Linked DNA regions of Sus scrofa: regions 2 and 3 are each linked to region 1. Evidence: chromatin contacts called from public HiChIP or PLAC-seq data. All regions are on one chromosome and are shown on one strand. The core of a region is the stretch at or near the end of the contact, and the rest is flanking DNA. Distances in the headings are between cores, read along the strand shown.

What was found. HiChIP or PLAC-seq counts read pairs in DNA pulled down with a chosen protein or histone mark.
Region 2: an H3K27ac HiChIP or PLAC-seq map of alveolar macrophages shows a contact between it and region 1. The contact joins the promoter of LOC100524873 here to the promoter of GPBP1L1 in region 1. A contact is called at or near these places in 1 of 5 promoter capture datasets (liver), 1 of 47 Hi-C or Micro-C datasets (skeletal muscle) and 1 of 2 datasets of contacts at active chromatin or transcription factors (alveolar macrophages).
Region 3: a contact with region 1 is called in an H3K27ac HiChIP or PLAC-seq map of skeletal muscle, with 4 times the contacts expected there. The contact joins the promoter of RAD54L here to the promoter of GPBP1L1 in region 1. A contact is called at or near these places in 3 of 5 promoter capture datasets (fetal liver, fetal skeletal muscle and liver) and 2 of 2 datasets of contacts at active chromatin or transcription factors (alveolar macrophages and skeletal muscle).

The regions. Positions count from the first base shown.
Region 1 is chr6:165,706,647-165,711,277 of Sscrofa11.1, reverse strand. GPBP1L1 (vasculin-like protein 1) reads right to left here and starts at 2,314. Exons shown (of 12, transcript XM_021096736.1): 1 at 2,082-2,314. TMEM69 (transmembrane protein 69) reads left to right here and starts at 2,295. Exons shown (of 3, transcript XM_021096737.1): 1 at 2,295-2,432; 2 at 4,186-4,325. The coding sequence starts at 4,272.
Region 2 is chr6:165,131,684-165,136,314 of Sscrofa11.1, reverse strand. It overlaps LOC100524873 (cytochrome b-c1 complex subunit 6, mitochondrial), which reads left to right and starts at 1,940. Exons shown (of 4, transcript XM_005665459.3): 1 at 1,940-2,095. The coding sequence starts at 2,042. LRRC41 (leucine-rich repeat-containing protein 41) reads right to left here and starts at 1,633. Exons shown (of 11, transcript XM_003128024.5): 1 at 1,400-1,633. The coding sequence starts at 1,598.
Region 3 is chr6:165,182,592-165,187,222 of Sscrofa11.1, reverse strand. It overlaps RAD54L (RAD54 like (S. cerevisiae)), which reads left to right and starts at 2,582. Exons shown (of 18, transcript NM_001123183.1): 1 at 2,582-3,031; 2 at 3,107-3,193; 3 at 4,086-4,205. The coding sequence starts at 3,029.

The DNA.
Region 1 (4,631 bases), core at 1,065-3,564:
AGAAAGAGACACCCGGGCACCAGGCTGCTGAGCCACCACCGAGACGGACCGCCTGGAGGGGAGCCAGGGAGCCGCAGGTGAGCACGGCGACCCCAAGACCGAAGTTGAAGCGGGAGCGCTCAGGCGGAGCCGCGCCGACGCTCGCGGGCACGGCTGCCCGCGCCGGGCGAGGTGCGGCGTCGGAACCGCACGACGCGTGGGCTCGCCCCCGGCTCCCCGGACCGACCTACACCCAACCACCTGTGTGAGAGCCTCCCGCAACTTGCTGCAACAGCCGCTCGGTCGGGGACCGGGCGGAGGCCCGCGCCGGACGACGCGAGATCCCCCCCCCGCCCAGGTGTCCGCAACGCGCACTCACCGGGCAGCCGCGGAGCTCCAGCTAGGGGCCAGTCGCGGCGTCTCAGGGCGCGTCCCCCGCTTCCTGCTCCCGCGGAGGTGAAGAGCCCACAACCATAACAAAGCTCTTCCCAAAATGGCTGCCCGGCCCACACGGCCCAGGAGGGGCAGAGCGGGCGCAGGGGGAGGAGCGAAGGCCAGCCCGGCCCCCCCGCCCGGCCCCGCCTCTGACACGCCCCCTCGCTTGCCCCGCCCACAGGCGCGCACGCGCACGGGCGCTGCTCGGGCGACCGCCGCCGGCGCTCCGAGCGCCAACGTGCGGCCGCGAGAACAGCGGTTGTCCCTCGCCCCGCCCCCAGCCCTCCCTCCGCAGCGGCTTGCGGCCGTGCCCGGTCGCCCCCGCCCCTCTGCAGGGGAGAACCCTGCTTTTCCGCGCGCCGCCTTAGAGGCGGAGATCAACTGGGTTTGATACTCCCCTTCCATTGCCTCTCCCGACACTCGGGCCTGGGCGCGTGCGAACGAGTGGGTGGGTGTGTACGGTGTGCCCGTTTCAACACGCCCCTTCGTCCTGCACACCCCACCTCTGGGGAAGCACGCCTCTCCGAACTACCTCTACAGGTGCTCACCGGTAGGCGTGTGTGTTTGCCGACCCCTTCCCACTTTCGGCTCCTGCCTTCCACGTGCGCGCGCGTCGCTAAGACTCCAGCCCCCAGCGGGCCTCGCTGCCGGGCTCTGGAGTCCTGCGCGGCTGGGCCCGAGGCGTTGCCCACTGGGAGTGCTAGTTCCGCCCGACCGCTGGCGTCACGCCCCTGTCCCAGCACCGGGAGGATTTCGGGTCTGAGTCTGCTCCCGTGCCAGGGCGGAGAAGCTGTTTCTCTGACCCAAAGTTTCATTGGGTGTCGCGTAACGGGAAGGGGCGGCGCTGCCATGACGGAGGAGGAAATAAAAGTGAAAGCCGATAGCGGCTGGAAGGGGTTAGCATCAGGAAGAATGTGCTGTGAGCCCGTTCTGCACGCGAAGCTAAACCTTGAGAGAGCTGGTAACCAGGAAGCTAGACTACATAGAATCTGGAGGAATGTGAAACTGGCCATCCTGGGCCGGTTCAGGTCTCCCATTGTCTTCAGACAGATACGTCTAGTGGTGCTTCCTTTTTTTTTTTTTTTTCCAGCCGCACTCGCGGCGTAGGAAAGTGCTCTGGTCAGGGATTCATTCCGAGCCAGAGCTGCGACTTACGCCATAGCTGCAGCAAGGAGAGATCCTTAACCCATTGCAGTGGGCTGGGCATCCAACTGGCACCTCTACAGAGACAAGTGGGGTCATTAACCAGCTGTGCCACAGCGGGAACTCCCGATGACAGACTGAAATTGAAGCTCAGAGAAGGGAAGGGACTTGCTCAAGGTCACCTAGCTCACAAACAAAAGTTAAAGCGGAGAGCGACAGGAGGAATAATCTAACTTCCGGGTCACCCTCAAGCCCAAGACTCTTACCACGTCTTTCATGGAAGTGAAAGTCCTGCCCCGGTGCTTTTTATTTCTTAACTAAGTTTTCAGTTAGCAGCAAAGAAAATGAAGTGGAAACAGGTGTTTGTTTTCTTAGCTAGTATTAGTTCAGGACCCCAATGAGAAGGGAGATGTGCCCCGTTGATCCTAGAAACTTTGTTGTTACGCAAAGTAAAAAAATGAATTCCAGAGATAGCAAGCAATTTGGCCAAGTCATACTTGGCCTAGACTCCAAATCTCTCCTACCTTGCTCCACCACCATCACTCTGAGATGGTTCCAGTAGTTTCACTCCACCTTCCCGAACTCTGCGGAGCAGATTCTTCTGGCTGGGAAACCTGGAATAGAAAGGCAAGGACCGTTCAGATGCCCTAAGAATTCCAAAGCCGGCTTTCACTAGAATCAAGATGTTAGAGTCCAAGACAGAAAGCCTGGAATTGGGAACCAGTTAGGGGTGGTTAGGTCTCCAGCCGGACTGATTTTTTTCCGGCTCCCAGGAAGTGGGAGGCTAATAACCCCCACTTGCCGGAAGTGCTTTTTCCAGAGAGCCTGGCCAATCTTGCAGCTCAGCTTTCCACCTCCCCGCGCGACGCTGGCAAGTAAGTAACAGCGCTGCTGCGACCAGTGCAGGTTGGGAAAGGGGGGCACCAAGCCTTCAGAGTAAAACTGAAACCGCAGGCACAGTTGGGCACAGTTTCCCGAGGATCTTTGCATCCAGACCCCGCCTTCCCTTTTCTCTGCTGTCGGCGCTGAGACTTGCATTTTGCAACTCTTATATTTGAGGCAGTGGAAACCTTGAGCTTTTTCACCAAAATTGAGCAGATTAACACTTGGGGCTTTGTCCTTTAAACCCCTCACCAGTTGCCGTCCTCAGGCTTTTAGGGTGTCACTTTTTCGCTTCAATACTCTTGAGATGGGAAGCACATGTCACCTTGCATAGAAAGTTCGAAAGGTTGAGGGAGCATTAAGCTTTTTAATGGGGTGATTTTGAACAAAGGTGAATGTGTGGGCCATGCGGATACGTGTGTCTGGGAGTCAGGAGTAGATGTGTGTTATCTAACCTCTGCTCAGAGGCCAGAGATAAACGTCCTGCTTGCTTCCTTATTCATAGAATGAAGACACTGACTGGCTGGTGTACAGAATTTCTTGACCCAGCCCTAAGATCTGTAGTCAAGAAATTAGTTCACCAAGTTTTTTAATCAAGCAGCAACTGTGGGGTTTGGATTTTTAGACACCTCATTCTTCTGGTTAAGAATGGAACTCATGTAAACATGATAGATGTAGATTCATATTTTCACACAGCCACTTACTGGGCTGCTTATATTGTGTAAGGTGGGAATAATAGCTAATATTTTTTGAGTGCCTACTTTGTGTTAGGAACAGTTGTCAGCTCTTTACATGTATTGACTTTTTTTTTTTTTTAAAAATACAAAGACCCTATGTAGTTATTATAAGCCTTGTAGATGAGTGAACTGCACCATAGCCAGCTTAAATAATTTGTCCAAAGTGATATAGCTAATACTATGTTGGAGCCAGGATTCCAAACCAGATTATTTGACTCAAGTCTGCACTCTAACTTAACAGGCAATACTGTTTCCAGCACCAAGTTGATGAGGTCATTGTATTGAATGAGTTAGTGCATATAAAACACATAGTTACAGTGCCTGCTAAATTGTATTGATTGCTACTATCATTACTTTGAGCTGTAAACTACAAAGCCCCAAAACATACCTTAAGGGAAAAAAAAAAAAAAAGCAGAGAAGCTATATGACTTTCAGTGTTTTGTCTTTTTTTCTTCGGCCGCACCCGTATGGAAGTCCCAGGCTAGAGGTCGAATTGGAGCTGTAGCCACCAACCTACGCCAGAACCACAGCAACTCGGGATTTGAGTTGTGTCTGTGACCCATACACCACAGCTCACAGCAACGCCAGATCCTTAACCCACTGAGCGAGGCCAGGGATCGAACCTGCAACCTCATGGTTCCTAGTTGGATTTGTTAACCACTGAGCCACAACGGGAACTCCTATGACTTCCAGTGTTAAAGATGAGAAAGCTGCACTCCAAGGAAACAATTTACTCAAGGTCACACAGCTGGGAAATGAGGGAGGCATTTGTAAAACCCAGATCTATTGTCTCTATGCATTAATTACGTTGTAATACCAGACATCAAAAGCTTAAAAAAATGGTTCAGAGAAGAAAAGGATCTATTAATATGTTAACTGATTTTTTGAAAACATTAGTGATTGTTTTCCAAGGAAACTGTGTTATATGGAAGAAATCCTCCCGAATTACTACTTTTAAAAAACTATGTATAAAATGAAGAAAATAAATGACATCTTATTTTGTACATAGCAGCATGCTTCTGATTAAGACCCTCCAGTTAGCTGTAAAAATACATTAATCAGAACTGCCTGGCATCTTCCTAAGCAAGACTCTCAATGAGGCCCAATATGCTTCGCTTCATCCAGAAGTTTTCTCGAGCATCTTCAAAGGTTAGTTTATTCAGCAAATATTTGAGCACTACTTTCCAGGCATTGCTTGGCTAGGCAATAGCAGTGAAGAAGAAAAAAATCCTTTCCTCTTATATTCTGGTTGAAATGTTTGCTGTGTCAAGTGTTACATGCTATAGAGAACTTTAGAGCAGGGAGGGGGAATAGAGAACAGTAGACTTAAGGATTGCATTTACAAGCAGGGTGATCAGCAGTGAGGGAAGGAGCCATGCAAGTAGCTCAGGGAAGAACATTCTATACAAAAAGAAAAAAAGAGGAGTTCCTGCTGTGGCACAATGGGTTAATGAT
Region 2 (4,631 bases), core at 691-3,190, 570 kb after region 1:
CTCCCAGTATTACCCAACCCCTCCATCCCGGGACTTCAGGTCCCCACTGCTGACCTCACTCACGGGGCGGGGGGGGGGGCTTCCTCCTGAAAAGACCCTTCTCTTCTCTCTTCTTCCCCCCCTCCCCCTCAAGGCCCGGGGCCTCCTCTCCTGTCACCGCTCCCTCCGCTCCCTCTTCCCCGGCCCGCGGCCCGGCCTGCCGTGTCCTCGGCAACTTCGGCCCTGGCCTCGGGGCCCCAGCCCCTCCCACCCGCAGTGTCAGGCCCGCGGCCTCCGTGGGCTCCCCCACCCCGCCCCGCGCGCCAGGCCTCCCCCCAGGGCCCTCACTTTCCTCTCTTTCCCTCGCTCCCCGGGCCAGGTCGCCGACCCGCGTCCTCTTCCTCAGCTGCCAGGCTGCGGCGGGCGGTACCCCCCGCACGGCCGGGCCTCCTCCGGCCCGTCCGGCTGCAGGCCTCCCTCCTCCGTGCCGCGGCCCGCCCGGCCGCGGGTCCTCGCAGGCTCCCCGGCCCTCATCCCGGGGCCCCAGCCCGCCCGCCTCTGCTGCTCAGCCCGCGCGCCCTCCACCGAGGCCGGGCCGGCCGCTCTCGGGCCCGGGGCCTCCTTTCAGTCCACTCGGACCCGGGCCTCCTAGCGGCGCCGCGCCCCCTTCCAGGTCGGGATCCCCCGGGCCCGCCCGCGGCCAATCCGAGCGGCTCCGGCGCTCCGTGCCCTGCCCGTCAGTCTGCCGCTCAGTCCGTTTGGCACCGAGGCCCGGGCCACAGATCGCTCCCTCCGGCCCCGGGCCGTCGGACAGGCCTCGGCGCCCCGCGTCTTTCGGCCTCTCCCGCTGCCTCATCCCCGCACTCTGCAGCCCACTGGCCGCCCTCGCCCAGCGGCTTGGCCTCCGGCGCCTCGAAGCCCGCAGTCTGCCCTGCGGACACCCGCGGCCCCGCGCCGTCGGTCAGCTGAGGTGGCCCCGGGCCTGGCCTCCCGGCCTTGGGCCGGGCCTCCCCGCCTCGGCCCCCGCCCCCCAGCAGCAGGTCTCCCGCTGCCCGTCCGTTCAACATCCGAGACTCTGCAGCCCGGCCCAGCCCGAGTGTCACTTCGGTGCCCACAGCCCGGGCCGGCAGTCCCGCCTCCGCAGCCCGGGCCCTGCCTGCTTCGTCCCAGACCGGGCCTCCTGGCCTCGCCACCCGCGCCCCCCAGCCAGGCCGCGGTGCGGGTCCACCTGCTGGTTTGGTCGCCGACCTTACTGCCTCAGCCCTGTCAGTCACGGAATTCACGCTCCGACCCCACGATATGCCTTCCAGTGCCCGGGGCTGGGCCTTGCCCCAGGCCTCCCGGCCTCGCCCCCCGCGCCCCCCGGTTGCGGGGCCGCCTCCGCTCCTTGCCAGAGGTAGCCCTTCACCCCGCGACTTACCCCACACCCCACTCTCCAGAACCCCCATATGGGCGCTCACCGCCCGCCCGCACAGCTCGAACAGGGCGGGGGGAGCGCTGGGGCCCGAGGCCGAGCTCTTCGCTGGCGCCGCCTCCCGGGACGTGGCCTCCATGGTCGTTGCCGCCGCTACCTCACAGAACCAGCAACTCCGGGCGCGCCAGGCCTCGGGCGCCGCCATCTTGGGGAGGTGCGCGAGCCCGAGGGTGGCACTCTCGGGACGCCATCTTGAAAAGGTCAGCAGTTAGGACGCGTCCATCAGCGATGTGGGGAAGAACGAGAACTAGGCTAAAGGAACATCGAAAGCTTCTGCATATTTCCCAAGTTCCTTAGAATCCGATATTGCAAATAAGCGCCAAGGTCAATATATTTGGGTGTGGCGTGACTGAGGGGTTATTCCTTAGCCAATCCTCCCCTAGTGCCAGTACCAGCTACCCCTATCCCCTGCCTCTGGGCGATAGTACATGCCAATCGGAGCGTGTGTTCGCGACTACGACGAGTCTGCCGCACTTCCGGCCAGGTCGCCGGATATCCGCCGAGTGACCCTTACTAGTCCTTCTTGATCCTGAAGTGGAATAGGTGCCGCTGTTGCTGCTCGTGCTGAGTCTAGAGCCACAGCCGGACATGGGGCTGGAGGACGAGCAAAGGATGCTGACCGGGTCTGGAGATCCCAAGGAGGTAAGACCAGGAGGGCGACTCGACCCTTTTCACTGTCCTGAGGCTCAGGAACTAGGCCGCCCAAACACGCCAGGGCCTTCTGGGCCCTGGGTTCCCCGTTGCGTTTGCAGGGTCGGGAAAGCTGGTGCCCCCGACCCTTCCCCGGAGGTCGTCGAGTGACCTTGGGCCCCTAGATGACTAGGCTTTCTCTGGGTCTCGGCTTCCCAATTCTAGGAATGTAGTGAAGACTTAACCAGAATGGAAATGCTGTGTGGACCAAACTTTTATGAAAATAGTGTCTGTATTTGCAGTCAGTCAGGTGGTCAGAACCCCTGGTTTGACGGGTTTGGAGCGCAAGCGGACCAACTGAGACCTTGCCTCAGCTCGGGTCAGGAATCCCTACCATGTCTCGTGTGGCTGTTCCGGGCACCTGGCCTTACGCTAGTTTCCGTGAAAAAGTGATTTCTTTTTCTTTGGGTGTGTGTGTATAGGGGGGAAGGTGCCCTGGGCACAGTGTGGGCATGTGCGGCGTAATTCCGTGATGGGAGAGGGAGCGCTCTGCTAGCCGAGAATGCCCGTGTAAGAATCATCATTTGTTGGCGGCTTACCGTTTCAGGCGCGTTATATGGACTAATTCATTTAAGCCCCACATTTAGTCTTGTGAAATATTAGGTACTCAGTATTGTCATTTTACAGGTGGGGAAACAAGCATAGAGACGTTAAGTATCTTGCCTGAGGACCCGCAGCTAATGAATCAGGGAGGCAGGAATTGAACCCAAGCAGCATGGTTCCGGAGCCAAAACTCAGTCACAGTATTGCACCATTTTACAGAAGCCAGCTAGCTTTTTTTTTTTTTTTTTTTGTCTTTTTGCTTTCTTGGGCCACTCCCACGGCCTATGGAGGTTCCCAGCCTAGGGGTCTAATCGGAGCTGTAGCCACCGACCTACACCAGAGCCACAGCAATGCGGGATCCGAGCCGCGTCTGCAACCTACACCACAGCTCACGGCAACGCGGGATCGTTTACCCACTGAGCAAGGGCAGGGACCGAACCTGCAACCTCATGGTTCCTAGTCGGATTCGTTAACCACTGCGCCACAACGGAACTCCCCAGCTAGCTTTTTGTTTTTCAGCACATTTCCTTGCTATTATTTGTGCTCAGGTCACTTCCCAGCAGCTATTCTGGGCTTATAGGTTCAGAAAAGTTAGAGACTAGCTTATCCCATAATTTTTTCTAGTCTCTCTCTCTGTCTTTCTTTAATTTTTTAGGGCCACACCCGCACCATATGGAAGTTCCCAGGCTAGGGGTTGAATCGGAGCTGCAGCTACACCACAGCAAGGCCAGATCTGAGCCACCACAGCTCACAGTATGCTGGATCCTTAACCCACTGAGTGAGGCCAGGAATCGAACCCACATCCTCATGGATACTAGTCGGGTTCATAATCCGCTCAGCCACAGCGGGAACTCCCTTTTTCAACTCTTATTTTCAGAGAGAGTACCAGAAAGGAATGGAGCCAGCATCAGGAAGTTCAGCTGGAACTAAACCAGAAAGTTCAGTAGGGCTCACTGACCACAGCAGTAGGTGAGAAAAAGGAAAGTGAACAAGTAGTCAGTTTTATTTATTTATATTTTTGTCTTTTTGCCTTTTCTAGGGCTGCACCAGTGGCATATGGAGGTTCCCAGGCTAGGGTCTAACATCAGCTGTAGTTGCTGGGCTATGCCAGAGCCACAGCAGCACTGCATCCGAGCCGCATCTGCGACCTGTACCATAACTCATAGCAACACTGGATCCGTAACCCACTGAGCAAGGCCAGAGATCGAACCCGCAACCTCGTGGTTCCTAGTCGGATTCGTTAACCACTGAGCCACGATGGGAACTCCTAGTAGTCAGTTTTAAAATTAAGAAAACTGAGGTTTACTTTGAAGAACTTATACCTCTTGGAGACTGAATCTTTTGATTTAGCGTCACCTTGTTTCTTCTCATTGACAGGAAGTTTTACATGAAGGGACTCCATATGCAGACTTGGATTAGTTTTTCCAAAATATGCCATGATACTTTTGACACAAAATTATTGAAGAATAAAAGATCAGTGTATAGCATTGCTAATAGGGAAATGATATAAAGGTCTTCTAGGATACTAATTTCTGGCTTCCAACTCAGAATGTGATTTCAGTATTTGGGAAAACTTTTTCAGGATGAATTTTTTTAAAGAGCAGAGTTAAGTCTTAAATTTAATGAAAAACTAGAATATTATATTCTAAATAACGTCTTCATGTTGAGAAGACACCTTTGCTAATTGTGAGAGCAAATGGCCTGGGTTACAGTTGAACCTGCCCTATCCCTCACTCCCAGCTTTTTTTTTTTTGGTCTTTTTTTTTTGGCCTTTTCTAGAGCCGATCCCGCGGCATATGGAGGTTCCCAGGCTAGGGGTCTAATCACAGCTGTAGCTACCGGCCTACGCCAGAGCCACAGCAACTCGGGATCCAAGCCACGTCTGCAACCTACACCACAGCTCACAGCAATGCCGGATCCTTAACTCACTGACTGAGGCCAGGGA
Region 3 (4,631 bases), core at 1,333-3,832, 520 kb after region 1:
CCTACACCACAGCTCACAGCAACGTCGGCTCCTTAACCCACTGAGCAAGGCCAGGGATCAAACCCACAATCTCATGGTTCCTAGTCAGATTCGTTAACCACTGAGCCATGATGAGAACTCCCTGAAGGATTCAATTTTTAAAAATTTACTGAGTATGTTTTATGGCCCAAAAGATGGCCTATCTAGGTGAATGTTCTGTTTCCCCATAAAAACAACAAGCATTATGCAGTTGTTAGGTAAAATGTTCTATAAATGTAATTAGGTCAAGGTGGTTGATAGTATTGCTCAGGTCTTCTATATCCTTGGTGAATTTTTGTCTTCTTTTTCTAGCAATAGATGAGACAGATATAAAACAAGGAGCAAATGACAGTCTTGGATTTCCCTGGTGGCTCAATGGGTTAAAGATCTGGCATTGTCATAGCTGTGGTTCTGGTATGATCCCTTGCCTGGGAGCTTCCATATGCTGTGGGCATGCCAAAAAAAAAAAAAAAAAACGGAAGTCCTAAGTCCAAATTTATCAATAATTACATTAAATGTAAGTGGCCTAAACATTGTAATTAAAAAGCAGAGACTGGAGTTCCTGCTATGGTGCAACAAGATCAGCAGAAACTATGGAGCACTGAGACACAGGTTCCATCTCCAGCCTGGCACAGTGGGCTAAGGATCTGGCATTGCTGCAACTGAAGCTCGGGTCTGATCCCTGGCCCAGGGTGGAAAAGAAAGAAAGAAAGAAAAAGGAAGAAAAGAAGGAAAAGGAAGAAGGAGGTAGGGAGGAAGAAAGAAAGATAAAAAATGAAGGCTGTCAAGTCTGAATAAAAAAGCAAGATCCAACTATTGCTCTCTACAAGAGATATTCTTTTTTTGGGGGGGGCCACACCCACAGCATATGGAAGTTCCCAGGCTAGGGGCTGAATCGGAGCTACAGTTGCCAGCCTATGCCACAGCCACAGCAACACAGGATCTGAGCCACGTCTTCGACCTACACCACAGCTCAAGGAAACACCGGATCCTTTACCCACTGAGTGAGGCCAGGGATCGAATCTGCAACCTCATGGTTCCTAGTCAGATTTGTTTCCGCTGCGCCAAGACAGGAACTCCTACAAGAGATATTCTTAAATACAAAGATAAAAATAAGTTGAAAGTAAAAGGTTGGGAGAAATATAACACTGATCTGAACAATGTTGGAAATTAATATCAGGCAAAATAAACTTTAAGACAAGGAGTATCCCCAGAGAAAAAGAGGGACATTTTTTTTTCCCCTATGGCTACACCTGTAGCATATGGAAGTCCCAGGGCCAGGGATTGAACCTGCGCTGTAGCTTTGACCTATGCAGCAGCTGCAGCAACACTGGATCCTTTAACCCACTGCACTGAGCCAGGAATCAAACCCACACTTCTGCAGTGACCTGAGCCACTGCAGTCAGATTCTTAACCCACTGCACCACAGCAGGAACTCTAAGAGGGTTATTTTATAATGTTAAAAGGATCAATACATGAAGCCTTAAAAATTTAGAGCTCCCATATGGCTCTGTGGGTTAAGAACCTGACTAGCATCCATGAGGATGTGGGTTCCATCCCTGGACTCGCTCAGCGGGTTAAGGATCTGGCTTTGCCACCAGCTGCAGCAGAGGTCTCAGATGCAGCTCAGATCTGGCGTGGCTGTGGCACAGGCCGGCAGCTGCAGCTCGGACTGGACCCCTAGCGAGAAAATAAACAAATAAAAACAAAACCACCTGAAACTAACATAACATTGTAAATCAACTATACTCCCATATAAAAAATTAAATGAATCCCCCCCCCACACACCCATTTTTACCTAGGAAAGAAAAGCTTCCTCAAAGATACTCCAGACCTTAAAATCACGTCCTCTGGAGACCTTCACTGCCCAAGTCGACCACGTGGTAGGGAGACCAGGCAGAAAAACTCCCTCCTCCAGTCTGTGGGTGAAGGGAGCTGCAACGGACTCCAACCCCCAGCTGCACTCCAGGTGCAGCACAGGCAGGTGCGCCTTTCCCAGGCTTCTGCGGGCAGAAGGCAAGTCCTCCGCGGTCTGAGCAAAACTGCCACCACAGTAGCTGCCGGAGCAGCCCACCCCCTCCCTCAAACGCCCGGAGCTGGAGCCAAACCCCCGCGTCCCCGCCCCGAAGCCCCGCGGGCCCGGCCGACCCCGCCCACCTGGCCCGCCGCTCCCGCCACTGCGGGCCCCGCCCTTCCCCCTAAGCCCCACCCCCCGCGGGTCCGTTCAGCCACTCCAGGTCCAGAGCCGGCGGCTCTCGGCGACCGAGGCCCGAGCCCCGCCCCTCCCCTTGGGTCGCGAGCGCCGAACGCATCGAACGCAGCCAATGGGTGGTGCGGCGGCGCCGCCGCGGGAGGTTCGATTGACCGGGCCTGGCGGGTCCGGGGAGTCCGGGCGGCTGTTAACGCGCGCTTCGGAAAGAGGAAGGTTGAGCCGGAGGGTTGCGCGGGGAATCCGCTCTGCTCTTCATTCCGGCCACTCCTGGATTCCCCTCCCAAGCGCGGGTCTTCTTGTTCTGCCTGAATCCCTGCCCTGCCTCCCGCTGTCCAGCATCTGCACTCCGAGCCGGGAAATCCCGTTGTCCGGACTCGCCGTTCCCAGGCCTCGGATTCCGGCCCCCCAGCCTCTCTTCTGGCCTGTTATTACCCCGCCCCCCGCAACTGTCCCCTGCCTTCACATCCCCCGGGGACCTTTATCCTGACTCCGCCCTGCCCAGTTTAGTGCTCCATCTGTGTCTTCCCCCCATCCCAGACCTCTACTCGTTTCTGTTTGGATACTTCCTTCTTGGCCTGCTCTCCCGCCTTGGCTAACTGGCGGCCGACCCTCTCAGAGTTTGGGCCCAGACCTCAGCCCCTGGCTGGATTCCCTCCGTCCGTGCTTCCTCTTTGAGAGCCCATGCTCTCAATTATGTAGCGGCCCTCCTTTTACCAGGCTGGTTCTGCGTCCTCAGCTGCTGGGTGCCTTTGACCTTTGGCTAATGGGTACCTGACGTTTTATGCTCCTGGGCGCAGGATGGTAAGTATGGGACTAGAGGAGACTGGCTAGCCCAATGGCTAGGGCTGTTGGGCTCCACTGCCTCTTTCCTTCCAGAGGAGGAGCTTAGCTCCCAGCCAGCTGGCCAAAAGAAAGCCGGAAGTTAGACCCTCTGATGGTGAAGATTGGCAACCTGGAGCAGCGGTAAGTACTCTGCCCTCAAGGGGACAGGGAAGGTGGGGGTGCAGGACTGTTTAAGCAGCAAGGAATCCTGGGTTCCATGGAATGAACCCCTTCAGAACCTTCAATGACTGTTTACTGTGTGTCAGGCATTTAACCAGATAAATAAAATGATACTCAGGGGCTCACTAGAAGCTCACATGCCTCAGTTTTCCCGGTAGTAAAGGATGTTCCGAAACAAGAGATGATTGGCTCCCTTGGGGGGGTGGGGGGAAAAGGAGACCCCCTGGTGTTTGGTTTCAGGTGTGTCTTATAGCTTCAAATACCTTGGCAAGCTGGCTCGAGTGAGTTCTTGTCTGATGGCTCAGTGGGGCTGGCTCTGTAGCTGGCGTGCAGGAGGCTCCTCTACCTGTGAGAGAGGCACATTGGCTGCCCCTTGCCACTTACATGGGTCTCAGACTTGAACTTGGGGTTGCACTTGTTGTGGTCTGCTGCTGGCTTGCTCCAGAAAATGCTTTTGGTGCTGGTGTTCTCACTGCCATGGTGTGGACAGACTGGAGAGTGGCCTGAGCTGGGATCAGCTGCACTCCTGTCCCTCCATTGATAAATTCAGGGAGGGAAGCAAACGTTTGCTCATTCATTCCTTCGAGCTTTTGGAGCTAAGATATGGGGCCAGCATGACCTCATGCTACTGCTGGACTTGCCCTTCACAGGCTACTTCATTCACTGCTGCCGCAGTGCTGGATCCTTAACCCGCTGTGCCAGGCTGGGGATCAAACCTGGGTCCCAGCGCTCCCAAGATGTTGCCGATCCCACTGTGTCACAGCAGGAACTCTACTTAATAAGCATTTTAAACTCCAGTTGCCATTGTGGCCAACTCTGTGTCTTCAGACTTCACCTTCCTCTGTTCTCCTAGACTCCTAAGAAACGGAAAGCCAGCAATGAGACCCAGAGCCAGGAGTGTTTCCTGTCTCCCTTCCGGAAACCTTTGATTCAGCTGACGAATCAACCACCGTGTCTGGACAGCAGTCAACATGTAAGTCTGCACTGCGACCGGCCAGGGTCTGTGTATCCCCGCTGTTTTGTCTGGGAAGGTTCCCTCAGTCCTCACACTGGGGCCAGCAGACACTTCAGTGGCGGCTTTGGGCCTGCCCACAGCTCCCAGGGCCTGGAAAAGGCCTGGTCTCTTCCTTAGAGATTGTGTGTTTGACTTAGAGTTCCCCTTGTTTACAGCGACCTGGGCCCCAGATCTCAGGTGGCTCAGACTGCTGAGGATGAGAGGGTGCAGGGGAGTGAAGGCCTTGGCGGGGTGTTGGTGCCAGTTAGAGAACTAAGTCCCTGACTCTGCTTATGGTTTTTAAGAAGTAGCAGAGTCCTACAGCTCTGCCTTACAGTAAACTCTAACGTAATCATCACCAGAGCAGGTTTTGTGCATTATCTCATGTAACTTTATTCTTTTTTA